Linked DNA regions of Nomascus leucogenys: region 1 is linked to region 2. The links are chromatin contacts, called in public Hi-C maps. All regions are on one chromosome and are shown on one strand. Each heading gives the region's core, a stretch centred on a gene start, on an enhancer-like site or on the middle of the called end of the contact. The rest is flanking DNA. Distances are from core to core; before and after follow the strand shown. Region 1 has its middle 97 kb from the start of SGIP1. Region 2 overlaps PDE4B (cAMP-specific 3',5'-cyclic phosphodiesterase 4B).

Evidence for each region. A called contact is a pair of places that touch in the nucleus more often than the background predicts.
Region 1: a Hi-C map of an unstated tissue shows a contact between it and region 2, with 4 times the contacts expected there. The contact joins two enhancer-like sites. A contact is called at or near these places in 3 of 4 Hi-C or Micro-C datasets (a lymphoblastoid cell line and an unstated tissue).

What each region holds. Positions count from the first base shown.
Region 1 is chr5:45,911,343-45,914,941 of Asia_NLE_v1, forward strand. No RefSeq gene overlaps it. Among named protein-coding and RNA genes, the nearest start is that of SGIP1, 97 kb to the right of the region's middle. Within about 2 kb of position 1,944, the one cell type or tissue checked has an H3K27ac peak away from gene starts, as active enhancers do. A contact at or near this core is called in a lymphoblastoid cell line, where this site is marked.
Region 2 is chr5:45,724,747-45,728,236 of Asia_NLE_v1, forward strand. All of the region lies in intron 4 of PDE4B (cAMP-specific 3',5'-cyclic phosphodiesterase 4B), which reads left to right. Among named protein-coding and RNA genes, the nearest start is that of SGIP1, 280 kb to the right of the region's middle. Within about 2 kb of position 2,180, the one cell type or tissue checked has an H3K27ac peak away from gene starts, as active enhancers do. A contact at or near this core is called in a lymphoblastoid cell line, where this site is marked.

The DNA.
Region 1 (3,599 bases), core at 694-3,193, 190 kb after region 2:
CAAATAAGAAAATAAATATGAATATTCACCACAGTACTTGATGTGGATGCCAGGAACCCTTAATGTTCTCTTTCCCCAGGAGTAAAGTGGTAGTAATCAATCTCACACACACACACACACACACACACACACATGCACACACACACAGACACCCCACATATACAGCATAGTGCATAACACACATACATATAAGATTTATTTAAAATGACCTTAAGAAGAAAATTATTGGCCAGGCGCGGTGGCTCACGCTTGTAATCCCAGCACTTTGGGAGGCCGAGGCGGGCGGATCACGAGGTCAGGAGATTGAGACCACAGTGAAACCCCGTCTCTACTAAAAATACAAAAAAATTAGCCGGGCGTGGTGGCGGGCGCCTGTAGTCCCAGCTACTCGGAGAGGCTGAGGCAGGAGAATGGCGTGAACCCAGGAGGCGGAGCTTGCAGTGAGCCGAGATCGCGCCACTGCACTCCAGCCTGGGCGACAGAGTGAGACTCCGTCTCAAAAAAAAAAAAAAAAAAAAAAGAAGAAAATTATTAACTCTGGGTCAGATGTGTTTATAAGCCCATTTCTGGGCCCACATTCTGGGCTCTACCATATTGTATCTTCGGGTCATGGCTCTCTCACAACTGGAGAGAGGTGCTCCAAGCATCAATTTATAAAAGCTGTTACTAGCACACTATCTCTATCCTGGTTTTTTTTTTTTTTTTTTTTTTTTTAATAATACTATCTACCTTGCCTTTTCTGAGGCGCAGAGCCTAGCACAAATGTGTCTAATCAGGTCGATCAAAACAAGGGGAATTGCACTGGTATTTGGGCCTGGAGTGCACAGCAAAACGTCAAAGACTTACAGGACCAGGAAAGCTTGTGACTTGGCTATTCTGCTCATGATGTGGTTTTTATATAAATGGCCTGCATTCATGTAAGGACAAATGTAAAACAGCCTTTCTCCTAGCTTCAGAATAGACTGAAAGTAGAGGAGAAGAGCAGAGAGAAATTTTGTTTTTTTTTTGGTTTGGTTTTGGGAAATAATTTACAATATTTATACTCCAGGAATTGCCCTAGAGAAATTAGAATTTTTTAATTAAAAAATTTATTTTCCTCTTAGCTTCTTGCAATGTCCACATTATACAGTGCATTAAAGCTATAAGGTCTTATTCCTATTTCAGCAATTCTCAATCAGATAATCTCAGAATGCTTGTTACAACACAGATCTGTGGGCTTTGATCCAGATCAACTGATTTATAATTACTTGTATAGGTAAGTTAAATAAGTTCTTGGTGAAATTCTCGTGTCCACTAGAATTTAGAAACCACTGCACACACCCTTCTAGCATCTGAAATCACTTCTATTTTTATAGATAAAATAGCCTGCTTTTCAAACTCTTCCATATTTGTAGCCTTTGAGTTTCTAGATCTCTTTTAAGCTCACCAAGATCTAGTATTCAGCCTAGGACTCAGCCAGCGAAATTAGATGGAGTAGAATGGAAATTCTACTTGTGCTTCCCATAATAAATCTTCACTCTTCCCTCTTCCTGCTTCAACTTTCTCCACAAACACACAGCAGTAAAATATACCTATTTTTAAAGTTCTATTCTTATGCACCACAGAGCTTAAGAAACACTGCCCCCCTTGTGGTAGGTGCTGGACCAGCCGATGTTTTTGATTAGTAGGTGAGGCACATGGGGAGTTTGTGGTGAATGCATCAGTGGGAGGAAGAAAGGCATGAAATGAAGAATCAACATGATTGTGGTGCCTGGAGCCAGAGAGTTAGCTGCTGGTTCCAGCTCTGGTATTAACTGAGGGTGTGATCTGAGGTGAGTCATGCCTCTCTTTGGGCCACAGGGTGCTACCTTAGGGCTAGGCAGAATTCTTTAAGGCAGAGCTTCCTAGCTTATATGTAGTCTCACACTGGTGTGCCACAAACGGATTACAGGTGTGCTATGAATTACTGAGTTCCTCAGCTCTCAGAATGTGCCTCTAGCCAAGAGAAGCCTCATCAGAGTCTTCCTGGGGACTGGTCGGAGCAGTGTAGGAGTCCAAGAACCACTCTCGTAGTCCCTAGAGGAGGCAGTGGGCACCATGAGTCACATTTACCATGCATTTCTCCACTATAATGCCCTGAATGCACACAGCCAAGAAAGTAGGTGCTCTACTGCATGGGCATCTCAGCAGCCATCCATCCTAGTGGTTAGCACCACTAACCATTCTAGGTAAGGCCTGAGGATCAGTAGGTAGTTTGTGTCCAGCTGCCCAGAAGCTTAGAGCTTAGCCCAAGATGCAGCCAGTGGGGATGAGTGAGTGCAGAAACATGGTGGGGGTTTCTGGTCTGCCCAGCAACACCTGATAGCCCAGAATCTCTGTTTTCACATATATCAGATACTCCTGTTCATCTTCAGCAGATGGACAAAATCCATTTAGTGGTTTCCATGCTAGCTGTAGGGCAACTGCTCTTACAATGCATATGCAATGTACAAATTAGAACTTCGTTATTATTTTGGAATGCTAGATAGCATAAAAGTCTGAATTTAAAGTACTTTTGCTCTATCATAAAAAATTAAACATTAACTTGTCAGTATAAGAAAAGGATAAGCTATTAGGTTCTTTAATTTCAAATGCTGCAAATCTTCAAATAGTTGTAAACAATGGTTTTAATTTTTTTTAATTATCTTATTGTGGGAATGAAGGTTCTTGTTGATACACACCACTAGGAATTTGAAACAATCGTCATTAAGAAGTCTTAATCAGAGTTTTGCATAGCTATTTTGAATATGGTATCTTTTGGTAAAAAGATATGTCAATGGTAATAAGTTCAAATTTCTAATTTTTTTAAATTATTTTATTTGGAACCTTTATATAAATTTAATATTTGATATTTTTCTAAACATCTTGTATTTTATTTTTCCTATAAGTATATAAATATAAAGAGTGACAAATTTTTTCACTGAGCTTTATTGAGCTATTCCCAGATCACCCTCCGGGTTTTGTAGAGAAAACATTTGTACAGAACAAAAAGTTTTCTATGTGTGGAAGATGTGACAAAGATTGCCTACAGTGTTTTAGGGCAGTGGTTCTCAACTGGGGATGCTTTTGCTTCCCAAAGGGCATTTGACAATGTTTGAAGACATTTCTGGTTGTCACCACTGGGGAGCTACTTATGGCGTCTAACAGGCAGAGGCCAGGAATGCTGCTAAATACCCTGCAATGCACAGGAAAATTCTCCATAAAAAGAATGATCAGACCCAAAATGTCAATAGTGCCAAAGATAGAAACTGTGTTCTAGAGCCTGTCTCATTCTTATATTCTGATTCAGAATTATAAATGTTCTTACAGTGGTTGGCAATAACGGATGTGGCTAGAAATGGCCAGCTCTAATCTCCTAACTGCATCTATAATAGCAGACCCTGTAGGCAAGCAAAATGTGGGGCAGGACTTCCTACGGGCCTCCTTGAGATGGTATGCATTTCAAAGCAGCAGTTGTGTAACTTTTATGGCTACAATCTTAGTACCCCCAGGTATCTATATATATATGTGTATATATATCTTCTTCTCCCATTTTATTTTTTTTAAATATCATATTCTAGAAATGACATTTTTGTTCCATT
Region 2 (3,490 bases), core at 930-3,429:
TCAGCTAGAGGAGTCAGGCAGGCATAGGACGTGCAGGAGAGGCCAGGTGCTAACTAATCCTCCAGTTAGTGTGGGAGCGTTTTGGAGAACCACAGCTCAGTGTGGTTGATCCAGAGGATATGAGAGGATGAGGAAGTGGTGAAAAACGAGATTGGGAAAGTGAGCAGGAACCTCATCACGAAGGGCCTATGTTAAGGAATTGGCCTTTATGCTGCAAGTGGAGAGTTACTAAGCAGATAAATATACAATGCAACATTTTTAAAAATAGCTCTGATTGCAGTTTAGAAAATGGTTTAAAGGGTAGGGAAGCTTAAAGGCTAGTACTCAAACCTACAGAGCCAAACGGGAGGCTGCCATGGTATTCATGCAAAAGAGGATGGGGATTTATATTACAGATGATCTAATGAGCAGTTAGTACATATTTGCAAGTCAGGATCAGCAGGAGTTAGTGTTTGATTGAAGGATAAGGAAGAGGGAGGTTTCAGGCTTGGTCAAGAAGATAGGTGGTTGCACCATTTCCTGGGATCAGGAGCATTCTCTTACTACATGAAATAATGTACATGAAAGTGCTTTGTAAACTGTAAATATAACATAAATAAGAGTCCTCTTGATTGCAATGGACAGACATGAATTAAGATTAAAGAAGCTCTCATCAGCTGGAAATACAGACATGCAACCCTTTAATTATGGATGCCCTTCAACTTACAATGTCCCAAAAAGCCCATCCTAAGTTGTAAATATTGTAAGTTGAAAATGCATTTAACACACCTAACCTACCAAACAGTACAGCTTAACCTAAGCTACATTAAATGTGCTCAGAACACCTACATTAGCATACAATTGGGCAAATCATCCAAAGCAAAGCCTATTTTATAATAAAGTGTTGGATATCTCATGTAATTGATTGAATACTGTACTGAAAGTGAAATACAGAAAGATTGTATGGGTACTCAAAGTACAGTTTCTACTGAATGCATATGGCTTTTGCGCCATTGTGAAGTCAAAAATTGTAAATTGGGCAGGGCGTGGTGGCCTGTAATCCCAGCACTTTGGGAAGCTAAGGGGTGGATCGCTTGAGTTTGAGACCAGCCTGGACAACATGGCTAAGCCCTGTCTCTACAAAAAATACAAAAAATTAGCTGGGAGTAGTGGTGCGTGCTTGTGGTCCCAGCTCCTCAGGAGGCTGAGATAGGAGGATCACTTGAGCCAGAGAGGCAGAGGTTGCAATGAGTTAAGTAAGATTGTGCCACTGTACTCCAGTCTAGGTAATAGAGTGAGACTCTGTCTCCAAAAAAAAAAAAAAAAAAAAAAAAAAAGGTAAGTAAAATAATCGTTAAGTTGAGGACCATCCATATAAAAATAAAGATACCTACTGGTATTGACAATAACTATAACTCAATAACTAAGCTGCTTTTATGTGCTAAGCACTGTTATTAAGAGTTGTACATATGTAATAATTAATTTAACTCTCACAGAACCCTGTTTTACACGTAAAACTGTTGAGACATGGAGAGGTTGCCTAATGTCTCATAGCTAGTAATAATGCAGCTGAGAAACAAACCAATGCTTTTTGGCTCCAAAATCTGTGCTGTTAACCACTATAGTATATATCTCTCTATATGACAGATGAAAATCAAGGAAATTACAAGTTAATTTCTGTGTGTAGTGAGAAAACAGAGAAAAGTGGAATGAATAAAATTCAGAGTGTGGCAGTGAAAGGCAGTATTTCTGCTTTCTAGAAAATCATTTTATTGTTTAGAGTAGACCTACATACACTCAATTCTATGACTCAGTCCTAAGACTGGAGTGCTCATTTCCAGTTATTCTACAAATTTGTAATGTGCTGGCTTTGTCACTAGATGTTGCTCTTGCGATGGTTCTGAATATCTGGACTCGTTCCTGAGAGGCATTGCCTTCTCCAGGGGTTTGAGAAAGTAGGAAGTGTATCAGTTTTCATAATCAATCAAATGTTTTGTTATTTCTATGCCATTTGATTCTTAACTAGTGATTTATCAAATTATGATTTTTAAAAATTTGTAATAGTTCCATAAATAATCTGGTTGCACTCAAAGAGAAGCTTTTTTGTTTTGTTTTGTTTCTTTTCTGTTACTTTCTATAAATTATCTGATAGATTCTCTAACAGCAGTTTTCTAACATACAGCATTAGCTTTGGCAGCTCAAATTATTTAAGAGAACCAATGCCGGGGATCTGTAAAATCTATTTTTTGCTTCTGAATATTCTGTTCTCCTAAACTTCAAAAGTTCCATAATGATAAAGTCATGTTGACATTGTGCCCTATTAACGTTTCTTTATCTCCCTTTAATCTTTGAATTGTACAGTTTTAATAACTCCTCCAACTCATTCAACAATACATCAGCTCAAGGTACCACCTATGCATGAGATTTACTTATATTATTTAGCTTTTATTAGATACTAGACTCTGGAAATCCCAGAGTCATAGAAGATGTGCTAAAATCTAAATCCGTTATCTTGTCCCAAATTCATCCTGATGTCTTATGAACAATGTGAACTTCACATCAGAAATCAGAACACTTCACTTGACTAGCCTAAAAAAAAAGAAAGAAGAAAAGCAAGAAAGCAAGAAAGAAGGAAAGAAAAGAATCAGAACAAACTACAAGATCTTCACCCATCTCAAAGTTCATCTTGGGAAAAATGGCTGGAAAGGGTCAGTTTCTGATACAGTTCACCGCACTCCATTTATCACAACTGCTCCTCTCTTGATTATTCTGTCTTTCTTTTCTGTATCTCTCCAAGAACCCTGAGGCTCTTCCTTTGGCTCCCTATTTATATGTACCCCCACCTCAGGGGGCCACTTCCTGCCATGGCCTTAACTATCCCTACTTTTGTAGGAAACCCCTAAATCTATAGCTCGAATTCCCATATCTCAGTCTTCCTGCTCGATGTCTCCACCCGGATATAAATCAGTACCTTAAAGTTCAACATGTACCTTAAAAACTCAGTGACTACCTTAAACTCCCCCAACAGGAGGGAAAACTCCTCATTTCCTTATTTCTACTCATGGCTTCACTGTTTTCTCAGATTTCCATTTTTTAAATTGAAAATTATATTTCTTTATGACCCCTTATCCAATTAAATGTCGAGTTCTGCAAAACCTCTGGGCTCTCTTCAATTTGTCTCATTCTGTCCCTTTCTTGGCATTACCTATTACTTCTCATCAGAATGGGTGCAATTTCTAACTATTCTTTCCAGGTCTGTCCCCTCTCCAATCTGTCCCTCCACACCCAAGACATTTTACTTTCTAAATCACTTTTCTGTTGGCCCAGCTCACTTTCCATCTCACTAAAAACCTTCACTGGCTCCTTTCTCTCTCCTCTCTCTTTCTCTTTTCTTTTCTTTTCCTTTCTTTCTTCCGTTCTTTCTTTCTTTCTTTCCTTTCTTTCTTTCTTTCTTTCTCTTTCTTTCTTTCTTTCTTCTTTTTCTTTCTTTCTTCTTTCTTTCTTTTTTCTT